Regions from separate parts of the Mus musculus genome. Here regions 1, 2 and 3 are each linked to region 4. Evidence: chromatin contacts called from public HiChIP or PLAC-seq and promoter capture Hi-C data. All regions are on one chromosome and are shown on one strand. The core of a region is the stretch at or near the end of the contact, and the rest is flanking DNA. Distances in the headings are between cores, read along the strand shown.

Region 1 (5,590 bases), core at 2,820-5,319, 1.4 Mb before region 4:
TGGTTATCAGGGAAACCATAGAGATGGTTATCAGGAAAACAACACTTGCTACCAAGCATGATGATCTGGTTAAGTCTCGGGGACCCCCCCCCCCGCTCCGCCATGGTGGAAGGAGAAAACTGATATGCAGGTATCCCGTGGGTGCTGTGGCACATGTGCATCACACAAAACCAACGAAACTAAAAACTAAGCTAACAAGAACTATGAAGTAATACAACCCACTATAATCACCTCATTTATTAAAAACACAGAATGTTTAATCAGGCCAGAGGGAAGGGGAAAAGATCCATTTTTTTTTAAGGTTTTATTTATTTTATGTGTGTGAGTACATCGTTGCTGTCTCTAGACACACCACTAGAGGGCATAGGATTCCATTACAGATGGTTGTGAGCCACCATGTGGTTGCTAAGATTTGAACTCAGGACCTTTGGAAGAGCAGTCAGTGCTCTTTTTTTTTTTTTTAAAGACTTATTTATTATTAAATATAAGGACACTGTAACTGTCTTTAGACACACCAGAAGAGGGTGTCAGATCTCATTACCAATGGTTGTGAGCCACCATGTGGTTGCTGGGATTTGAACTCAGTATCTTCAGAAGAGCAGTCAGTGCTCTTAACCACTGAGCCAACTCTCCAGCCCCCCAAAAGCCAGCCAGCATTACACTGAGCTTAGAGCCAGCCTGGTTATGTATCAAGTCTGTGTCTCAAAATGAAAAGTGAAAAATGAGTTGCGGGCGCACTTGAGTAACAGAGTGCTTGTCTGGCACCCAGGAGACTAGATTCAATCCCAGTACTGCTTATAAAACTGTTTATTTAGGGAAACAATAAAGGCAATCTTAGCACAGGGCTTGCTTTGCTAGTAAGAGGATCTGAATTTGATTCCCAGAAATCATGTGGTGGGTTGGTTTGCTTGTTTGTTTGTTTGTTTGTTTGTTTTAAAAAGCCAGGCACAATAATGCATGATTACAGTCCCAGCTACGGGGAGGCAGAGGAGTCTCCAGGTTGTCTCAGAGTCCCGGGAGACTAGGCCTTAGCATAACAGCTACAATTGCCCCTCTGAACACCACACACGTATGTTCACCTGTGTCTGTACTATAGAACAGCCATAGAGAAGTTAGTAGTTCGTGGTGGGCTTTCCAGTTGGATTTTTGGAGACAAACGCTCACTGTGTAACCTGATTTGGACTGGAAGTCACTTTAATCCCTCTGCGTCCCCATGCCTGATTGACCTTTAAATTGTCCCTTGCTTGGTATTTTGTATTTTTATTCTGTGTGTGTGTGTGTGTGTGTGTGTGTGTGTGTGTGTGTGTGTGTGTGTGTGTGTGCATGTGCAAGAATGCATGTGTGTGTGCAAACGTGTGCAGGTTCCCCGGCAGCTGGTCTTGTCCTGGGGAGTTGAGTGCCCTGTAGCCTCTGGGAGACTTTGTGTGCACAGGAATGGACAGATAGCTGCCAGCTTTCAGGGCAGGGTGGACTTTCTGGGACAGGACCTGCTTTTCCTCCAGCTCCCAAGACTGCACTCTGCCCCAAGCCTTCCATTCAGCCTTTCTCCAACCTGGGATCCCCACTTCCCTCCAGGCCTCTAGTATTCCCACCTTAACCCCCCTGGCCATGTTGTCTGTCCGTTCTCAGGTTCACTATCTGCAACGCCCCATCGCCCTGTGGTGTGGCCTCAACCATTCCTTGGTGCTGAGTCAGACCTCGGATTTCAGCAAGGAGCTGCTGGGGTGCGGCTGTGGGGCCGGAGGCCGTCTTCCTGGCTGGCCCAAGGGGAGCGCCTCCTTCGTCAAGCTGCACATCAAGGTCAGAGCAGGGTCGGGCAAGCAGGCAGGCCTCAGGGAGGGTAGAACACTAGAGCCAGGTGGACCACGGGACTTAACCTCCCTTCTCTCCAAAGTCTTTAAAAGAATTGTGGGAAGGGAGTTATGCCACAGTATGCCAGTGGAGGACAGGGGACAACCCGTAAGATTTAGTTCTTTCACTGCTTCATATTGGGCACCAAGCATGGCCCCAGTTGATTCTCACTGTGGAGCCCAGGCTGGTCTTAACCTCTAGCTTTTCCTGGCTTTCCTGTGTCCCCATCCCCAGCAGATAGCTGTGACCCCTGTAAGGGATCCATTGGTTCCATCTCCCCTGTACTGCGAAGTCTCCCTTCTTGCACCACACTTCTCGCCGCTTTCTCCTTAGCTGACCCCATGGCTCTATCCAAGTTCACATGGGTCCTGGAACATAGCAAGCTGAAGCTCACTTGCTGGCCAGGGCCTGTCTGAGAGGGGTCAGCACAGCATCAGGGTTAAGTCGGCTTCCTGGAAGCAGTGTTAAGCCTCCCTCAGCTCCACCCGTTCTCTCCTCTAAGGTCCCTTTGTGTGCCTGCTCCCTCTGCTCCACCAGAGAGTGTCTCTATATGCTGTCCAGCCACGACATCGAACAGTGCCCTGTCTATCGAGACCTGCCAGCCAGCAGGGTGGGGGGGAGCCCTGAACCTAGCCAGGGGGCTGGAGCCCCCCAAGACCCTGGGGGAACAGCCCAGGCCTGTGAGGAGTACCTCAGCCAGATCCACAGTTGCCCCACGTTGCAGGACCGAATGGAGAAGATGAAGGAGATTGTGGGCTGGATGCCCTTGATGGCTGCCCAGAAAGATTTCTTCTGGGAGGCACTGGACATGTTGCAGAGGGCTGCTGGAGGGGCTGGCCCAGACACCTCGACTCCCGAGAGCTGAACCCCTCTTCTTAGCCTTTCCTCCTGAAGGAAGTCGAGCCGTGGGCTAGAGCTGAGAAGAGATGGAGTGTCAGAGAACACTGTGTGTACATGGGTGGGGGGTGGGGGTGGGGCTGTGGGGAGCAGTGCTGCGTATTCGAGGGGAGAGGAGGGACCTCTTTTATAAATGTGCAGGGGCCTGCCCTGGAGGAGCCCCTAACCTGACTATCATGAGCGAGAAATTTGATGGACAGTAGAATAAAAGGCTAAAGCCAAGCCTGTTTTGAAACCCTGGGGCCTCATGGAGGGGTGGCCTGGGATGGAGGGAGGCCTGGCTGGTGAGGGGGTGGGGGGAGACAGAAAGAGCCCAAGCTGTTGTCTTACTGAGGAAGTGCCAGCACCCCCAGCTAACCTTCCCCTTCTCACTCCAGAAGCCCCACTTTGTGATGTGGAGGTCAGGCCTGGGCTTGTGAAGTAACTCGGACGACAGACACACCTTACTTCCCACTTTGAAACCTCTGTTGGGTCTGTTGGTTTTGTTTGTGACAGAGCCTCACTGTGTGGCCCAGGCTGACCTCTTTAATCATGCTCACGCTGACTCCATTTCCAGAGAGCTAGGATTTCAGGTGTGCCTCCATCATACCTGCACCAAACCTGCAATCTGATCGTCACTTCTAGGGTACCTCACCCCTAGCCCACAGTCCCGTGGAATCAGCATCCCGTCCTCTTCTGTCTCCCATCTTTTCCCTTACTTTTTGCTCCGTCCCCTCTTTGCCCAGGGACAGGGACACTCCACACCCCCCCCCCCCTTAACCCTTCTGTACCTTAAAATAGTTGGAAGAGAAAATAAGGAGTCAGAAAGCCACTTTGCTTGGCCTGATCTGGTCCAGTGTTAAGGGGAGGTCCTAAGTATGTGCAGAAGCTCCTGGGGAAGGGGGTGCAGGCCTGTAATCCCAGCACGTGGGAAGCTGAGGCAGAAAGATCGAAAGCTCCGACTAGCCAGTGCGTCATGGCAAGCCTGTCTTAAGCAACAAGAACTATCTGGAAGTGTGCAGTGGGACAGTGGGTAGCCAAGAGACTTGGGGACATCCCCTCTAGATGCCGAGAAAGCAACAGGTGAAGAAGGGTCCAGCCTGCACCTGAAAGTCTCCAGCAAATGCCAGGTCCCCAGGCAAAGGACAGAGGGCAGTGGCATATGACTAGATGTGTTCCCAGCATTCTCTGGTCAATTAATATATGTCCAAGACCTAGAGAGGCCTCTGAAGGGACTCAAGCACTGTCCCAGCTGTCTCCCCGTCCCGCCTCCCCTGCTGCCCGCCCAGTTGGCCAGTCCCCACGCCCACACACCCGGGGCTGCTTCATCTGGTCCTGATTATCCTGCTGCTGCTGCTGCTGCTGCTGCTGCTGCTGCTGAACTCAGCTGCTGCTTCCAGCACTTCCCCCCTACACAATGCTGCCTGCTGCCCTAACCTCCTTTCTGGGGCCATTCCTTTTGGCCTGGGTGCTGCCTCTTGCCCGAGGCCAGACCCCCAACTACACGAGGTAGGTCTCATATCTTTCAGATGGCTTCCACAGGAAGCTTCAGAATGCTTGTGAGTCCTGGGAGGGCTGTGCCTGTGGGTCTTGCAAGCTCTTCTGCTAGCAAATCCCTTTTCCTCTTCAGATTCATATCCTCCCTGTCTGCTGCAAGGCCACACTGGTCTGTAACTTCCACTGTTCCCACTCCTTCACTACTGTTCTTCTGCCCTCTGCCCCTCCATGGAGCTTGAACCCAGAAAGCCAAGACCTTGACCTTGTCTGTTAGCTGACATTCAGGAACTGAGATTGGGGGAAGGGTAGCAAGCAGAAAGTCAGGTACTGGTCCTTAGCCAGGAGCATGGCAGCAGGGCGAAGGTGGGAGCCCCTAGCTGTGTGTCCACTGTTGCTCTCCTCAATTCTCTTGCCCCCTCCCCCTCGTGGCCTCGTGGCTTGTCACATCTGGAAGTAGTTAGGCGGCTCCTGTCCTTGACTGCCAGGCAGGACAGGGAGGGGGGGTAGAGGAGGTTAGGGGGACTGAGAAGGATTCCCGGAATTCCTGGCAGCGTGGGGGTGGAGCCTCTAGGGGATGGAGAGACGGGGCGGTTGCCTAGCCCCACTTTCCGTGGTCCTTGGACTGGAGTCTCCAGTCCACAGGCTGGGGCTTCTCCAACACCATCTTCCCATATTGCCGTGGCTTGCCCTTCTCACGAACCATCAATGCAGGGGTTCTGCCTGACACCTCCTCTGTCCTCCAGACCTGTGTTCCTGTGCGGAGGGGACGTGACCGGGGAGTCAGGTTACGTGGCAAGTGAGGGTTTCCCCAACCTCTACCCCCCAAACAAGAAGTGCATCTGGACAATTACGGTGAGAAGGCCCCTCTGGTCCCCATTGCTCTTCATCAGTCTCCCAAGCCAAACCTTGACAGCCCAGGGACACCGTCCCCACCACCAGGCATCACCTCTGGGAAACCCTCTTTTCCTCTTTGGTCCAAGGGCGTCAGGCCCCATGGTAACATGCTCTGAAGTACCTCCAACCTTCCTCCTCTTGGTCCAATCCCACTACTGGGAACTGAGCCCTGGGACTTTGGCATACTAGGCCAGAACTCTACCACTGAGGTCCATCTCTTTTATTCATTTAGGTTTGTTTTTGTGGTTTGTTTGTTTGTTTGCTTGGTTTTGGTTTTTCGAGACAGGGTTTCTCTGTGTAGCCCTGGCTGTCCTGGAACTCACTCTGTAGACCAGGCTGGCCTCGAACTCAGAAATTCAACTGCCTCTGCCTCCCAAGTGCTGGGATTAAAGGCGTGCGCCACCACGCCCGGCCCTGGTGGTTGTTTTTAATGTGTTTGTCGGGCATGAGTTTGCACACGCATGCATGCATG
Region 2 (5,772 bases), core at 2,741-5,240, 1.1 Mb before region 4:
GTTCCCAGCCCTTATGGGGGCTCTCACTCTGTCGTGTCCCAGCTAGTCTGGAACTGTATACATTAGACTGTCTTCTCCCTCCTGTGCTGGGATTCAAGGTTCCCAGCTGGTTTTGTCTTTTAAGGACTCCCTGTTCTGCCTGCCTTGTTCTCCGGCATCACCTGAGACTTTCTCTTCACCCCTTAACTTTGTGAAGGTTTCTTCTTCTTTTTCACTGCCATCCATGGGTACCCCTCTCCCCTGGACCCCCAGACGCCATCCCCACTCCAATACCACTGACCCTGTGCGGGCAAAATTGGTCCAGTATTTCATAAGTCGCTGAGCAAAGATCCTCTCCTCCGTGGTGTAGTTCAGCGAGGGATCCAGGGGGAGCCCAAAGATGAACTCGATTTCATAGCCATGGGGCACCCCCATCCAGAGGGGCCAAGTCAGTGTGGAGGCACGGTGTTCAAAGATGTAGGCATAGACCCGGGCCCCTTGGGCAGCCAGTCGCCCAGCCAGCTGGGCCACAGGGCACACAACGTTGTGGTCGCCTACCACTGCACTCATGGCATCTCTCAGGTGAGTAGGGTCCTCAGGGTGCAGCCAGTCTGTGTAATGCAGGACCACAGCCTCGGCTGCCAGGTCACTTGCTTGGGGTACACCGATCCGCACCCCAGCCAGGAACTGGGCCCGGCTGATGAGAGATTCATTGTCTTTGCTGAAGCCTGGGACCCCGTAAACCAGAAAGTAGGAGCCCTCGTCCTTCACCACACCCACCAGCACCTGAGGATAGTTGGAGATGGGGGAAAGGATGGAGAGATGATAGAGAGGCACACAGAGACAGATGAGCAACCTAATAGCCAGAGAGACGAACCATTACAAAGCCAGAACTGTGTAGAACAGAGAGCGGGGTGGGGGTGGGGGTGGGGTGGAGAGACAAGGCGTGGAGGAAGAAAAAAATATACCCATAGTTTCTTTTTCGCCCGGCAACCACTTTGGGATCTGAACCACTCGGCAGGGAAGGACTGATTTTGGGACCCACAAACTTGGACCTCTAACAGTGGATCTGTAGTAAGCCCTCATGCCTGGGTCCCTGGGAAAGGGGGAAGGACGGATGAAACCCAGAAGAATCTGGTCTGCCCCTATCAGCCATTAGTCACCTGCAGGTCTTGAAAATCTCCAGTATTGATGAGAGCCTCCGGTGTGTCACTGAGGAAGTCCCCGTCTACCACAGGCACGAAGGAAAATCGGAAGATACTTTCTTGAGGCAGGACGTGCCACTCGTGGTCCACCAGGTCCTGAGCGGGCCTTGTCCTCAAGCAGGCTATCAGCTCGGTGTCATTGCCACCAGCGCCACCTGGGGGACAGCCCACAAGGCGGGCCAGCAGTGTGGCCCTGCGCCTGGCCTCTCCAGCACTCACAGTGGCCCAGGGCCCATTGGGTGTGCCACTCTGGAGGACAGCCCTGTGGAAGAGGCTCCTGCTGGGCAGGGACAGTATGTGCATGCCCACGGAGGCTGCACCCGCACTCTCCCCAAACAGAGTCACTGACATCGGGTCGCCCCCAAAGGCTGCAATATTTTCTTGCACCCATTGCAAGGCAAGCCGTTGATCCAGCAGACCTACATTGCCAGGGGCTTCTCTGCTTCCTGGTAGGGCCAAGAAGCCAAAGGTTCCCACTCGGTAGTTCATAGATACCAACACAGCTCCCTCAACCTGGGCCAGGAAACGGCCGTCATACACATCCAAGGAGGCCGCTCCGCTGTAGAAACCACCCCCATAGATCCAGATGAGGACAGGTGTGGGAGAAGCAGGTCTGGGGTATGGTGTCCACACATTAAGATACAGGCAGTCTTCACTCAACTCTCGGTTGGGGTTCCACATCTCAGTACCCTCAAACCCAGGGTACAGGGTGTCCACGTACTGGTAGCAGACATTTTGGAAGGTGGTAGCATCCAACACTCCTGACCAGGGCCGCTTGGGCTCTGGTGGCATAAATCTACGTGAGCCCACAGGTGGCTCTGCAAAGGGGATGCCCAGAAAAGCTGAGACTGGGCCTCCAGGGGCCTTCAGGCGGATGCCCCTCAGCTGGCCCCCTCGAACCCTCACCAGCAGCTGCGGGTCTTCCCGGCCCTCAGCCCTTGCCCCTCCTCCCAGGAGGGAGAGGAGGAGGAAGAGGAGTGGAAAAGCCAGGGAAGGTGTATGCAGGGGATACCAGGGAGGCCTCATGACTGCCAGGACAGGCTGGTGTCTGCTGGGAGAAAGAAAGGCAAAGGGTGAAGACAGCAGCTCAGTGGGAGATTAAGAAACAGTCTTGCCCAGGGCTTATCAAGGAGTTGCAGAGGAGGTGTGGCAGATTGGTAAGGGGAGGGGAGAAATGGAGTCAAGCTAGGAGACGCGACACAGGCAGACAAACACAAGATCAGACATACACACACCCATACCGCAACAAATGCAGCCAACTGAGATAAGCCTGGCTAATACATAGTCTCCCTTGCCCAGCAAGTTCCAAGGGCCTCCATACCTCTTTCCCCTGCAGCTTGAGCTAAGACCCCTAGTATACAGCACAGGGTTGGAAAGGCTTTGTATAGGCCCCAGGACAGGTGCAGGGGACCCTCATGGACGGACGGGTGTGGCCCCTTCGGGAGCTTGCAAGTTATAAGAAAGCACAGCCCAAGCCTCTCCTGGGTTAGCCAAAGCCTTCTGGGGAGTGGGTTGGGCATTCAAGGTATCGGGAGTCCCAGGTTCTGAAGGCATCTTGGAATCTTGTCCAGTCGACACCTTGCCCCACCCTGCTCCGCCTCTCTTCTTTCTGGTACGGCCGGTTGGTACCCGTTTGCTTTACATCAACCGCACCCCTCTCGCCTGACTCCAGCCAACTGTCTCACTCGCCCCTTGTGGGGCTCACCAGAACTCAAGCCCCTATTGCATCCCCATATTGCAATGCCCTCCACTGCCAACCGGGAGCAGTAGAGACCAAGAAGAGGCCAGAGCTCCCCGCCCGAGCCTTGGTGTGGGGGTATCTGGAGAATCGTGAGCATCGCAGAGGGGGTTGAAGGGCGAGCCAGGACGTCTGTGTTCCGGGAGCTCCGGAGATCCCCGTAGCAAAGGCAGGGGCGCTATTTTGGGGGCAACAGCTGCTGTAGTTCCGGCGTCTCCAGCCAAGAGATCAAAATTCCCCGGGTCGGAACTACCCCCTCCGGGTGTTCACCCATCACCCAGCCAGTTCTGGTCGCCTGGATCTGGGGATAGTGGCGTTGTTGGAGATTAACCAGGAAACCCGAGTGGGGCTAATTATAACTCGGGGCTTCCGCTGAGCCTCCTTTTAGAGGGAGGGTGGGAGGGTGAGAGGGAGGGAGGGAGGGAGGGAGGGAAAGAGAGAGACAGAGACACATAGAGAGAGACAGAGTCAGAGAGAGAGAGAGAGAGAGAGAGAGAGAGAGAGAGAGAGAGAGAGAGCGCAGGAGGGGTCCTGGAGCTGGCAAGGGGCTCAGCTGGGTAGGGACGTTGGGGTCGCGGCCCTCGGGATGGGGGGTGGTGCATTCGGGATGTCAGTAACCTGCGCAGTTTGGGCTCCGCCCCAAACAGGGGGCGTCTTCCAGTGTCCCCAGACTTTGAAGAGAGTGGGGAAGGGGCCTTCAGGGGGTCCCTGCAGGAAGGGAGCGCAGAGGCAGCGGCCGGCCCAGCGAGCATCATCAGTAAGTATGCAGCGGCTAGCGGGAGTTTCAGAGGAGTGCGAGGCAGTGGAGGGGCCCCTCTAGGCAGGCCCCACGGGGCAGGAGGTGCAGTAGGAGCTCTGTTGGGGGGCTTCGATCGTTCCAGGATCGCACGTTTCCCCCGGGATGCGGATTGGTCCCGACTCGGTGGAGGGTCCTGGGTGGGTTGGGAGACTCACCTGAGGCGGCCAAGCCGGGCCGGGTCGGGCCGCGCCGGGAGCTGGAGGCGGCCAATGTTCCCCGGCGCAGGCTGAGCCGACAGTGACAGCCGCCTCCGGCCCCCCGCACACACCCCTCCGGGCCGCACGGCGCCCCCGCCCGCCCACTGTCTCCGCCCCCGCCCCTCCCCGCTCCCCCGGGCTGCCACCTCCCCTCCTCCCTCCCTTCAAGCCCCGAGACCCCGGGGAGCGGGAGCCCAGACACACTCCAGTGGTAGATTCAGACAGACCGACAGACCCGCAGACCCGCAGCGGCGGGGCAGACACCCACGTGACAGACGGACCGCAGCCTGCGGAGACACCAGACACCGTTCACGCAGGCGACAGTCTCCTGCGGTGACAAGTCACAGACAGACCGGTCGCCTTTCACGGACGGAAGGACACACTGACAGCTCTAATCCAGAAAGATCAGAGGCCTAATATTTGGCATCTGTAACCAGGACAAAGCTTGGGGCAGGGTAATAAGAGAAGAGACACGAGAAAGCCTGACTGAGGACCCCCTTCAGCTGACACTGGTAGAAAAGATGACGTGGGACATCTCTGTGGAGACGAAAGAACACCTGTAGGAACAAATAACAGAAACACAGGCTCTCCCTTATAGGAAAAGACCCCTGTGGGCAAGAAGAGGTGACACGGGGACAGCTGAGAAGCCAGACCACATAGTGGCAAGCAGAAGGCTGTGGGGAGATGCTACAATGCACTCTGCTGCAGCTCTGGAAACTTCCGGAACCCCCGAGGGTGGGCTTGAGCTAATTCCCCTGACCGGTGACCTCCGGCTGTCATCACAAGGGTCCGGCTGGTCCATGACATCACCGGGCCAAGCTTTCATTGGTTGTTGTGGCTAGCAGGTGGGAGCGGCCTACACTTGGAGCCCCCAGCCTGTTTGGGAGTCCCTTAGACCACACGCCCAGCCTTCTAGGGAGTCTCCCACCTAGCTGCACCTTAGTGACTGTGGGAAGTGTGCAGTTTTGTGCCCACGCGAGATCACTACATGAAAGAGACAACTGGCTCACGGGGTGGGTGGGGGCATCTGGCTCTGGAGCCTGCGGGCCGCTGCTGCGTGGGCGACTGGCCTGCACGCGAGAGCGTGGGGACGTGCGTGCGCGCACGCGATATGGGGCGCTGCGTGGATCTATGGGGGGTAGGGGGACACGTGCACGCATGCTCGCTGTGGACGCCGGGAGCTTTCCCTCGAGCCCCAGACACTCATCACTCATCAGTCACTTCCTCCGAGCAAGGGGCAAAGGCGCGCTGTCTTGCAAAAGGCTGGTCCCCAGAAGATACCAGCGCAGAGTCCAACCTCTCCCAGATATGCGATTTTCATCTCTCCAAACTGCGACATCCCCCCCGCCCCCCCCCCCCGCCCTCCAACCCTCCTGTCCCTGGAGAACCTGGCCACTGCATGCCGGGAAACTCATCTGCAGTCCAGCTCACTCGCGACGGGTCCGTGCTGACTATCGCCAGGTGGCGCCAGAGGCTGTCATTCGGACCTTGAGGACTGGGGTGGGACCAACCCTTGATTGTCTCTTTCCTGGTGTCTCTGGAAAGAGGAACAGACAGGGTGTGTGTTACTGTTGCTGTGGGAGAGAAAGAGTCTGACGCCGCTTCTGAGCATGGTAACGCCAGATTATTAAAACCGTGAAGGGAAATGAGGGAATGAGTGAGGCCAGTCCTGCCCAGTCTTGAAGCTCAGCGCCTTTAGCCTATAAACAGGGTCCAGTTAGTGACAGTATCTTGTTCCTTATCCAGTTGTTCCAAAAACAGGTGATGCTGGGCAATTTATCTCTTGACCTTTGTAACTATGAGTTTGTCTCACTGAAAGAAAGATCCTGGGACAAGAATAAACTGTCGATGGGC
Region 3 (5,910 bases), core at 967-3,466, 1.1 Mb before region 4:
TCTGTTCTTTATTGGAGTCTCACAGGATGAGGCTGGTGAAAGCTTGAACTCCAGCACTCAGGAGGCGGAGGCAGAGTGTGAGTTTGAGCCCAGCCTAGTTTACATACTAAGTTCCAGGACAGTGAGGGGCTACATAATGAGATCCTGCATATCTTTTATTAACTCTCATCCTGTACTATTGTTGTTGTTACATAAATTAACCTGTTTACTGTAGGCTAGGGATGTCTCAGATGATTGGATTTCTGCTGGTCTTTCAAGTCCTTCAGACTTCTGATGCCAGATACAACAGCAGAAGTGGTGTCGCAGATCTGGGCTGCACCAGCCACCACAGTGCCAGATGCCAGTGGCCTGTTTTCTTCATCTTGGTCTTGCTCCAGAAGGAACAAATATACCTGGTGTGCTCATCGATTTCAATTTTCCATGCCATTCTCCAGAGGGAGGCATCATCTCGGATCCTATGTTTACTTACGATGCTGACCTGCTCGGTGCATTTAGCCACAGTGCCGTGACATAGGCCAAATGTCAAACAGAGGTAGTTCTCTAAAGGACAAACTGTAAAGTATCCCAGGCTACCCTTGGTTTGAAACATTGCTAGATAGCTGAGGCTGTTCTCGAACCCGGGATCCCTCTGCCCTCATTTCTGCAGTGCTGGGGCTGCAGGAATGTGACACTGCACATGGCTACTTTTCTTGTGGGGGATGGAGGGTGCTGGGGATGGGCCAGAGACTCATATATGCTAAGCACATGCCCACCTGCTGAACAGCACCTTCAGTCTCCCTCTCTCCTTTCTTAGCTTATTTCTTCCTAAACCCAGGTCCTGTCATACGGTAGGCAAGCATTCTATCATTGAGCTGTACGACTCTCATTGCTTCCCTCCTCTTCCTCCTCTACTTCTTTCTTGAGACGGGGCCTTCTTTCTCTGTGTAGCCCTGCCTGGCTGGCCTGGAACTCCCTTTGTAGACTAGGTTGGCCTCCAACTCAGAGATCTGCCTGCCTCTGCCACCAGAGTGCTGGGATTAGAGGTGAGCGCCACCATGCTCCCATCTTCTTGAATTACGTGTGTATGAGCTGGTTGCAAGACTTAAATCCCAGTACTCAGGAGGCAGAGACAGGAAGATCTCTCAGTCTGAGGCCAACCTAGTCTACAAGGGGAGTTCCAGGCCAGCCATGGGGTACACAGAAACCTTGTTTTGGAACAAAATGATGAGTATATGTATCTGTGTATCAGTGTGTGGGTGTGTGTGCATCTGAGTGCAGTGCCCTTGCAGACCAGAAGAGGTGTCAGTTCCCTAGGCACTGGAGTTAACAGTCTGTGAGCAGCCAGCCACATGGGAGCTGGGACTCCAACTCTGATTTTCTGCAAGACCAGGAAGTGCTCTTACACACTGGACCGGCCTCTTTGGAAAATGTTTTTGAGAAAGGGTTTTAGAAAATTGTCAAGGCTGGCTTTGAACTCATTTTGCAACCCCTGAATTTGATTCTGCTTTGACTTACTGAGTAACTCGGGTTACGCCTGTGCCAACGTAACTGTCTGCTAAGTTTTTAAAATGCCCCCTTGTAAATACACCTTATTAGATGCTGGGATTTTTCATTCTTTTCTGGGAGCAAGACAGTGGCATGCTCCCTTGTTTAGCTTAGTATTCTATTCATGGAAAAGGGCTTACTGTTATCTTAGGGATTTCAACTGGAAACTAGTGGATCCTGGTGGTTGTTTCCAGACTGCAATGTAAAGACTCCCATTAAAGAACTGGGCATTAAGATCGAGGTTTACACTTTTGCATGAGTATTAGGCTCCTCTGTCCAAGACAAGCAGGAAGAACGCATTTTATAAGTAGCACATACTGTATTTTTTTGCAGGAGAAAATGGTGGGAGGAGATGCCTCTAAAATGGTTGCTTCTATGAATTATTCCCTAGACATCCATCGTCCCCAAACCCCTCGATAGCAAATCCGCCCTTGAGGAGGTCAAGAGGTGCCCCAGCCCAGGGCTATTGCAAAGCAACCTTTGGATGCAAACTAGCTCCTACCCAGGATACCTTACGGGAGTGACACTTAACTTCTCCAGTGCCCTCCTTTTCAAGTAGGCACGAGCACGTTCAGAAGGCCTGGCTTGGCCCAGCTCAACTTCCGTAGCTCCGAGAAGCTGGGGCGATTTTGTCGCAAAACCACGCGAGACTTCCGCGTCTCCACCCTCTTCCCGTCATTCTTTTAATCTCGGAGTTTTAGTTTGGTCCGGGGGTCTTGTTTTGTAGTTGGAGGCCGAGCTCCGGGAGTGACGTAGGACGCGCGCGCGCCTCCTTGCCCCCCCCCCCCCCCCGCGGTCCCGCTCTTCTCTTCCCCTTCGTCTCCGGGCTGAGAATCCCAGCGTCTCCTTCCAACCCTCTTTGTGGTCCATTGTCGCTCGTTCCGGTCCGCCCGGAAAACAAGCCCGCCGGCGCGCGCTTCCAACGGCCCCGACCGCTGCCAGGTGGGGGAGGGGAAGGAAAGGCCCGGGCGGCGGGATTGCGAGGAGAGGACCGTGCCCGGGGGCTTCGGGGGTGGACGAGGGGGAATCCGTGGGGACAGTGAAACTGTCGGAGCGATCGCCCTGCCCGGGATGGCAGGCCGGCCTCGGCGGGAGGGAGGCGGGCGTGCTGTCCCCGGGGGATTGTCCCTCCTCTGGTCCTTGTTCATCATCACCGTGTCTACCCGCCGCCGGGCCCCAGGCCTCCTCTGACAGCACCATGGGTGACAGTGATGATGAATACGACCGAAGACGCAGGGACAAATTTCGAAGAGAGCGCAGCGATTATGACCGTTCCCGGGAAAGGGATGAAAGACGGCGAGGGGACGATTGGAATGACCGGTGAGACAGTATTAACGTCCATACCCCGCCCCGTACAACCCTTCCGCGCCACAATTTTTCTTTTCGTTTCCTTTTTTGTCTTTACCTTACAAAATCTTATTAGGATGCAGTTTACCGTTGAGCCATTTCTGTAGTTTCAGTCTATTCACCGTTGGCTCAGATTTTGAGCTTTTAACCAAAGTGACGGTCAGTATTAGTGCTGGACAGGAGCTCCGCACAGCTGGTTGGACTGCATCTTCCGTGCAGGCTACATAGGGAGACACAATCTCAAATCCAAATATTAAGAAAGCACAAACTGACCAAAGTGAGATTGGCCCGAAACTCTTTAGGTAGCTCAAGATGACATTAAACTTCTGAATTAAGGAAGTATTCTACCACATCCTGTTTAAGAGTTTTTTGAAAGGATTTTTAAAACAGGTAATTGAGATAAGAAATGTGCAAGTGCATTTCTTCTTTTATATAATAAAACGTTCATGGGGGTTTGCTTACATTATGTCTATGCACCTCATTCGTTCCTGGTGCCCGAGGAGGCCAACAGAAGGCTTTAGATCCTCTGGGAAATGGGCAGGAAAGATGGTTGTGAATTGCTTTGTGGGTGCTGGGACTCAAAGCCTAGTCCTCCGCAAGAGGAGCCAACCAAGAGTGGTTAAAAGGAGTGCATTTAACTACTGAGCCAGCTCTCTACCTCTCTTCCTTTTTAAATCCAGAGGTGAAGTAAAAACAACAAAAACAAAGCCAGTTTAGTGAGTTAAGCGCCATAGCTCAACTTGAAAACAGATTTCTTTATTTTTAAAGATTTATTTGTTTGAGTGCTCAATTTGCATGTACATCTGCATGACAGAATAGGGCATCTGGTCCCTGTAGTTGTTGCTGGGATTTGAACTCATGACCTGGATAAGCAGCCAGTGCTCTTAACTGCTGAGTCATCTCTCAGTTTCTTTAGAGGGATTTGAAATGACTTTGAGATAGAATTTAAGAGGTTGAGACCAGCCAGGGCTACATGGTGAGACTCCCTTTCACGAAACAAGTATGAAATGAAGGGAAAGCCTGGAAAAGAGGAAGCCTAGTGTGGGTGTGATTGTGAGAGTGTGTGGATGGTATATGCAAATGAGTGTGATTTATGGGGCCTACAGCTAGAGGAACAAGCATCTGTGAGTGGCTTGCCACGTGTGCTAAGAGGAGCCGCACATGGGTCCCTTGTAGGATTAGCAAGAACCCTTAACCACTGAGTCAGTTCTCCAGCACGTTATCAAAAATTAATTATTTAGCTTTTGGTATGTTTTTTGAGACAGAGTTTCTCTGTACAGCCTTGACTGTCCTGGAACTCACTCTGTAGACCAGACTGGCCTCGAACTCAAGAGATCTACCTGCCTCTGCCTCTGCCTCTGCCTCCCGAGTGCTGGGGTTAAAGGTGTGCGGCACTGTGGTTTTTGTTTTTTTAATGTATAAGTGTTTTGCCTACGTGATTTCTGTGCACCACATTCATGCTGTGCCTGATAGCTGTAGGAAGCCAGAACAGTGTTGTATCCTTAGAGCTGGAACTGACAGAAGGATGTGAGCTGCTGTGTGGCTCCTAGGAGCCGAGCCTTGCTTCTTTGAACTCTGAGAGCCATCTCTCTTAGCCCCCTTGCCCTTTAGGTTTTGAGAAAGGGCCTCACGTAGAATAAGCTGACCTGGAACATAACACTCCTGCCTTAAGCCTCTTCAGGGCTGGAAATAGAAGGGTGAGCCACCATGCCCAGCTCACCTTAGTGCTTCTTTAAGAAAAAAGAAAATCAAATTTGCTTTTCTGAGTCTGAAGCTAGATGAAGTCTTTCAGAGGTCAAAGTGGCTTTGGTTACATGTCACAAGTAGGCATGATCATTGCAAAGGAACTTAAGTTCTGAGGAGCAGAAGATGGCCATCTATGTAGTGCTTTGGAGAGCCACAGGAAAGAGACACTTAGCTGGATTTCTAGGGAATTCCCTAGACACAGGTGCTGTGAACAGCTTGCGGTCAGTAAGCACAACACAGTTGAGACAGGAGCACGTGCTCTTGGTTGATGTAGTGGTTCTCAGACTGTAGAGAGACATTGCTGTTTTTCTTAGTGGAGCTGCAGGAGTGCTGGTTAAAGCCGCTAGTACCTTAGGACAGAAGTCATGAAAAGGATGCACGGTTGAAGGAAGAGCACCACTTAGTGTCCCAGATAGAGCACTGTGTTTTGTTTCTGGTTTGGTTTTATGGATGAGAAGAATGCATAAAAGAGCATTGTGCTAAGCATTGGGTAGTCACTGCAAGAGCAGCTGGGTGATTGATGGGGGAGCCTGGAGTGGTTTTCACAGGTGCTGGGTTTTTATTGGAGCATTGTCAACACCGGGGCTTCACACTTAGTGCTTGGCAGATGTGTGTAGGAAAAGAAGTTAAGAGAAGTGTTACTAAGAGGAAAGCTGTCAGTATTTGTTGCTAGTGGAGCATGCTGGTAGAAACTCATTTTAGAAACTTGTATATATTAGTATGAGTAGTCCTGATGTTTAGACTTTGAGATGAGAGTCTATGATGCACCATGGCTTGATACTGTACAGTGAAAAGTGTCAGGAGCTGTTTAAGATCTGCTAGCAGTGATTTTAATGTAGCAGAATTGAAGGGCATCGACAATTCTAGGCGAGTGTTTGAGCCACAGCTGTAGCCTGCTGGTGTGGTTTGATGAGTCAGTCCAACACACTTCAGAGTTAGTTTTGACACAGGGTCTTATGTAGCCTAGTGTATCTCATACACACTGTAGCTGCCTCCATTTTTAAGTGCTAGATTTACACTCTGCCTGCTTCAACTTACTCTTAAACCAGCTCTTTCCAGGAGCAGGGCTCACACCTCTAATCAGCACTCCGGAGGCAAATGCAGGGACATTTATAAGTTGGAGACAATCTTGGTCTAAGTAGGGAGTTGCAGGCCCTCCTTGGATACAAATGAGAGCCTGCCTCAAAAACCAAAAAGGGGCTGAATGGATTAATAATTACCTTTAATTACAGGAGCTGGAGGGTCTCCTGAGTTTTGAGGCCAGCCTGGTCTATACAGCAAGCTCTAGAGAAC
Region 4 (5,126 bases), core at 2,150-4,649:
GCTCTGAGGCTTCTCGAGGCAATCTTTCACGGTGGAGTGTGGACTAGAGGGGTTAAGAGGAAGGCCCTGCCCTGGCAGTGATGCATCCAGAGGGGTGAACATCCTGACGTAGAAGCAGGTGGGAGCAGAGGAAATGGGGGGAGGCCAAAGACTTCCTACAGCAGGACTGGGCTTCCAGGAAGGATGGGAGCCTGGGGTGATAGAAATGGGTTGTAATGGCTGGCCAGATGGCTCAGTGGTTAACAGCCATTGCTACTCTTGCAGAGGATAGAGTTTGAGTGTCAGCACCCACATCAAGCAGTTCTCAGCTGCCTGTGACTCCAGCTTCAGGGGACCCAACTTCCTCTTCTGGCTTCTGCAGGCATCCTTATACACAAACACACACACACACACACACACACACACAGATCTTTAAATGGGCTGGAGAGATGGTTCAGTGGTTAAGAGCACTTATTCTTGCAAAGGACGTGGGTTCAATTCTCAGCACCCACATAACGGCTCACAACCATCTGCAACCCCAACTGCAGAGAATCCAACAGGCACATGTACATGCATGCAAACAAAATATTCATACACAAAGTAAATAAATAACATTTTAAAAAAGTCTTTAAAAGCAAAACCCTGTACATAAAAAGGACAACCATAGATAGGAAGAACAAAGGGTCGGAGAGAGACTTACTTGGTAGATAGAATGCTTGCCTACATGAAGCCCTAGGCTCCATCCCCAACACCGAATAAACCAGCCACAGCAGGGCATGCCTGGCATTCGAGAAGAGGAGGGTCCAGAACTCGAAGTCATCCTTTAACTACACAGCGAGTTTGAGGCTAGCTTGGGTTACATGAGAGAACCTGTCTCAAAAAAAAAAAAAAAAAAAAAAAAAAAAAAAAAAAAAAGCTATATGACAGCACCGAGCCACCTTCCGGTTCTGAACACCTTACAGGTGGACTGCTGAGGGGCGGGGGCGGGGGAGTAAAAGTGAGGGCATCTCCGATAAGTGAGGTGGGGAAGGGAGAGGCCAAAGGTTGACAAGATGGCTGGAAGGTCTCCATCCTGGAGAAGGGTGGGTCTCAGCAAGGAAGAGAAAGGGGCTTGGTGGGCTGTAAAGTGAACCAGAAAGGTCAGAGTAAGACATAAGACTCTGTTCCCCCAGGACCTTCTGAGCACTTCTTAAATTAACAGCAGCATGACAAAGGTGAGGAGATAAATCCACCTGTGTGATCAGGGTAGGGACTTTGGAAAGTGATTAGGTCACTAGGGTGGGGCTGCCATCACTGAATCCTGTTGGCTTTATAAGGAAGAGAGAGACCACAGTGAAATGGGTACACCCCCACCCCCACCGCGTAAGGGAGTCAGGGGAGGGGGGCTCTCACCGTACTACTAAACCTTTGCTTCCATAAATGGAAGCCAAAATAAACTGTGTGTCTTTATAATGTAGCTTCAGGTGTTTTGTTACACTACAGAAGTCTGAGCAATGTGTCAGGGTATTTGGTATTCAGTTTTTACAGTGGACTGTGGTAGAGGAACGTACTAGGTAGGCCATGCATGAATAGCTAAGGGGACAGAGTGAGGAGCCAGTGGGCTGGACAAGCTGACCACACAAACTGTGAGAGCGTGCTAGATAGTAAGGTTTGGGTGTCATAGAAAAGCAAGGAACGAGGCTCCTGTGTGAGTAGGCTATGCACATTCATTATGTGTATTCAAGAACTGATGTTCAAGGACAGGCTCCTCGAGCTTCTAGGAAAATCAAAAAACCGACCAGCAAGATGGCTCAGTAGCTAAAAAGCGCTCACTGCCAAGCCTGACAGGCTGAGTTCCAGCCACTTGGTAGGAGAGAACCAACTGCCACAAGTTGTCCTCTGACCTCCACACATGTATTGTGGTGCACACCACCACCCCACTAAATAAATAAAATGTAGTTAATTTTTTTTTTTTTTAAGTAAAGGAAGTAACTTGCCAAGACCAACCAACTTCAGGCAGACAGCCCAGACAGCAATGCAGTGCCCTCAGGAGAGACTGCTCTGGACCTGAACCTTCTGGGTAACCCCTAGTCAGCTCCCTGGGATCCTAAGAGGGGGCAGGGGTTGTGGATCCTCCAACCTCCGACCCTCCTTCCAACAGGACAGATACCATGGCTTCCTCCCTTCTAAGGAGGAAGTGAGTCAAACAACAGTAAGGGCTGTTGCCTGTGTTTGGTTAGCAAAGCGGCTCCTAGGCAGACTGGTAATTACAGTTGGCATTTCATTTTTGCCCAGGCATGCCAGATAATTGTGCTGGCGGTGGAGGAACCTCAGTGCCTGGCGCTGGAAAGTCCTACTCCAAAGCTAAGCTTCCTAATAACCGCAAGAAGCAAAAACCCCTTGTTGAAAGAGTGTCATCCATGATGCAATGGCTGGAGTTTACCAAGTGTCTCCTTCCTGTTTTCGTTTACTCAAACTTCAGCTCTGCAGGCGCCAGGCAGTTGCCTTGAGAGTGCGTGGCTCCCGCAGGTTCAGACCCTCTTATGTAGGCACACGTGGAGCCTTATGATGGCCCACGCTGTCAGGAGGGGTCAGCGCCAGGAGGGAGGAGTTGCTTTCACCTATCCTAAGTGAATTGACTTGGCAACCCAAGCGGAAACTGCTAACAGTCACATCTATACACTCCCAGTTGTCAGGAAATTTGGATACGAGTGGAATTTTTCCTTCCTTTGGGTTAATGTGTCACAGTCTGATGCTTTTGCGACAGATGGAAAAATCCTATATAGAGCGTGCAAGCAGAAGCGTACCGGGCAAATAGGGAGCACTCTGAGGGGCCACGAGGCACCCACTGGGGCGCTGAGCGTATACTTAGTGTATACTTCCTGCAGAGCCGTTCCTGTTTGAGTTTCTCAGTTGTAAAACCTCAGTGTTCGCCAGGGCATGCCTCGCCGCAGCGTCCAAACGACCCTTCTCTGCCATCCATGAGGTGCCCAGAGCTCAGCAATGAGAACATGTCCCTTGCATTGTTTGGTTCTCACAGCCTTGCTGGAACCAAGAGCCACCTACCTGCGTGACCACAGTAGAATGGTGTCACTGCACAAGCTGAGAAAACCAGGATATAGCCAGGCTGAGCCTTTCTTGCACGCCTCTACCCACTCTGCAACACTCACACCCTGTCCCCACCTCTCTATGCTGCCCACGACAGATGCTGGGTATCCCCTAGTGTCACTCGCTAGGAGCAGCGCTCTCCCACGCCTGGACCCACCCACCTGGGTCCCACGAGGATGATAGCACTTTGTGAAGTGAAGACCCCTAGATCTTGTAGGAGGGGTCGGTCCCCAACCAGCTATTCAGGTCACGTGGTCCGCGGCAGGGCCCCACGGATGGGTCACGTGACGGCGGCGCAGTGTTGCCTAGGCAGCGGCTGCGGGCGGAAAGAGGGAGGGGGCCGGTCCTCCGCCCTGGCCCGGCCGCCGGGCCACCCGGCCGCGACACAGACGCTAGCCACGAGCCGGAGCCGTGAGCTGGAGCCAAGCGCGCTGAGGGCTGGACAGTCAGGGTGAGTGCTCGGCCGCGGGTGGGCCCGTCCATCCTTGTCTGGGGGGGGGGGGTGTCTGAAGGGGAACAGGAGAGGGTCCCCTCCTAGCTAAGGGGCGCGGGGAAATTGGATCAGGGACACTGGACAGGAGGAGATGGAGCTTCTCCCTGGGCAGGCATGGCGTGGAGAGGAAGGGACAGGCTGATGAGAGGCAGAGGGATGGCCTGGTGACCCCAATCCCTTGACTTCCTTGGTAGAGTGCAGTGTCAGAAGACTTGGATCGCGCGGGGCTGCCAGCTGATTCTCGGGTCCTGCAGTCGCAGGGACTTCCCTAGAGTATAGGACAGGGATGCAGGTGGCTGCTTTTGGCAGGCCACTGCCACCTCTCAGGCGCGTGGGTGACAAGACACAGTTCCCGTGCCCCAGATGTTTAGAGGAAGTTAAAACAGGCAGACTCCATAACCTGCTGCCTGAGACAGTTTCAAACAAACCTGGCAAGAGAAATGCTCGTCTAACAGCCTTGCCGTGGGTTGGCTTTTTTTTTTTTTTTTTAATTTTTTTTGTCAGACCTAATCTTTCTGCTGCTCCTCATTTTAATAATAATAATAATTTTTTTTTTAAAAAAAAGGTTCAGTCTGCCTAGCAATCTTAGAGTTGGTGGGTGCTATCTGACAGACTTATGGGCTCCATCTTGTCTCACCGCCCCCTCTGGCCTGAGCTTGGAATTTGTAGGCCAGACTCTGCTTCTCCCCATGGGGCAAGGGTTGGACCAAGATAGGCCCTCTGAGTATAAGGAATGGACTTGTGACAGAAGCTGGTGATGCCTGCCATCCTGGCACGCAGGAGATTAGGTGAGACAGTCCCAAGTTCCAAGCCACCCTGGGCTACACAGCAAGACCCTGTCTCAAAACAAACCCAAAAATAGAAAGGGGATCAGCGGGAGCTGTGGATGGAACCCCTAGAAAATCTGCCTAGCGTGCAGGAACCCTGGGTTCTAACCCCAGCACCATGCAAAGCAGGTGTGTGATCTCAGCCCTTGCAGCATCCAGAGTTCAAAGCTATGCTTGGTTATATTTTTGGTTGGAGGCTGACCTGGCCTACATAAGGCCCTATCTAAAATAGAAGGAAGGGCCGGGCGTGGTGGCGCACACCTTTAATCCCAGCACTTGGGAGGCAGAGGCAGGCAGATTTCTGAGTTCGAGGCCAGCCTGGTCTACAAAGTGAGTTCCAGAACAGCCAGGGCTACACAGAGAAACCCTGTCTCAAAAAAACAAAACCAAACAACTAAAATAGAAGGAAGGAAGGAAGGAAGGAAGGAAGGAAGGAAGGAAGGAGCTGGGTGGTAATGACAACTTGTAGGTAGTGTGGATGGATGGATGGATCTCTGAGTTTGGGATCACTCTGGTCACAGAACAAGTTCTAGGACAGGCAGAGCTCGGAAAAATGAAAAAAAAAAGAAAGAAAAGTAAAAAGAAAGAGATAAGAAATAAAGAAGAAAGGAAAGAAAGAAAGAAAAGGAAAGAGAATGAATTTGAGCCTCCTGGACTAATACAGGGGAAGGGTGTCTCATCTCCTTATAGGACCTGCAGGCCCAACACGATTGAGCGGGAGGCAGACAGCTCTCCACACC

The links. Promoter capture Hi-C pulls out the DNA fragments that hold promoters and counts their contacts. HiChIP or PLAC-seq counts read pairs in DNA pulled down with a chosen protein or histone mark.
Region 1: a contact with region 4 is called in a promoter capture Hi-C map of pre-B cells. The contact joins the promoter of Pcolce here to the promoter of Orai2 in region 4. A contact is called at or near these places in 2 of 39 promoter capture datasets (cranial neural crest and pre-B cells) and 1 of 115 datasets of contacts at active chromatin or transcription factors (pancreatic cancer cells).
Region 2: a contact with region 4 is called in a promoter capture Hi-C map of liver, with 4 times the contacts expected there. The contact joins the promoter of Ache here to the promoter of Orai2 in region 4. A contact is called at or near these places in 3 of 39 promoter capture datasets (hippocampal neurons and liver) and 1 of 115 datasets of contacts at active chromatin or transcription factors (pancreatic cancer cells).
Region 3: an H3K27ac HiChIP or PLAC-seq map of embryonic stem cells shows a contact between it and region 4, with 3 times the contacts expected there. The contact joins the promoter of Srrt here to the promoter of Orai2 in region 4. A contact is called at or near these places in 1 of 39 promoter capture datasets (hippocampal neurons) and 1 of 115 datasets of contacts at active chromatin or transcription factors (embryonic stem cells).

What each region holds. Positions count from the first base shown.
Region 1 is chr5:137,609,883-137,615,472 of GRCm38.p6, reverse strand. Pcolce (procollagen C-endopeptidase enhancer protein) reads left to right here and starts at 4,069. Exons shown (of 9, transcript NM_008788.2): 1 at 4,069-4,236; 2 at 4,968-5,076. The coding sequence starts at 4,145. Fbxo24 (F-box protein 24) reads left to right here. Exons shown (of 10, transcript NM_027708.1): 9 at 1,630-1,800; 10 at 2,354-2,968. The coding sequence ends at 2,716. It overlaps Gm36266 (predicted gene, 36266), which reads right to left and starts at 2,767. Exons shown (of 2, transcript NR_165817.1): 1 at 2,543-2,767; 2 at 226-1,895.
Region 2 is chr5:137,286,472-137,292,243 of GRCm38.p6, reverse strand. Ache (acetylcholinesterase) reads right to left here and starts at 3,990. Exons shown (of 5, transcript NM_009599.4): 1 at 3,877-3,990; 2 at 1,143-2,232; 3 at 281-765. The coding sequence starts at 2,210. It overlaps Gm42456 (a long non-coding RNA gene), which reads left to right and starts at 3,600. Exons shown (of 4, transcript XR_003955815.1): 1 at 3,600-3,679.
Region 3 is chr5:137,303,980-137,309,889 of GRCm38.p6, reverse strand. It overlaps Srrt (serrate RNA effector molecule homolog (Arabidopsis)), which reads left to right and starts at 2,216. Exons shown (of 20, transcript NM_031405.2): 1 at 2,216-2,466; 2 at 2,705-2,844. The coding sequence starts at 2,723. It also overlaps the pseudogene Gm43013.
Region 4 is chr5:136,168,929-136,174,054 of GRCm38.p6, reverse strand. Orai2 (ORAI calcium release-activated calcium modulator 2) reads left to right here and starts at 3,399. Exons shown (of 3, transcript NM_178751.3): 1 at 3,399-3,517.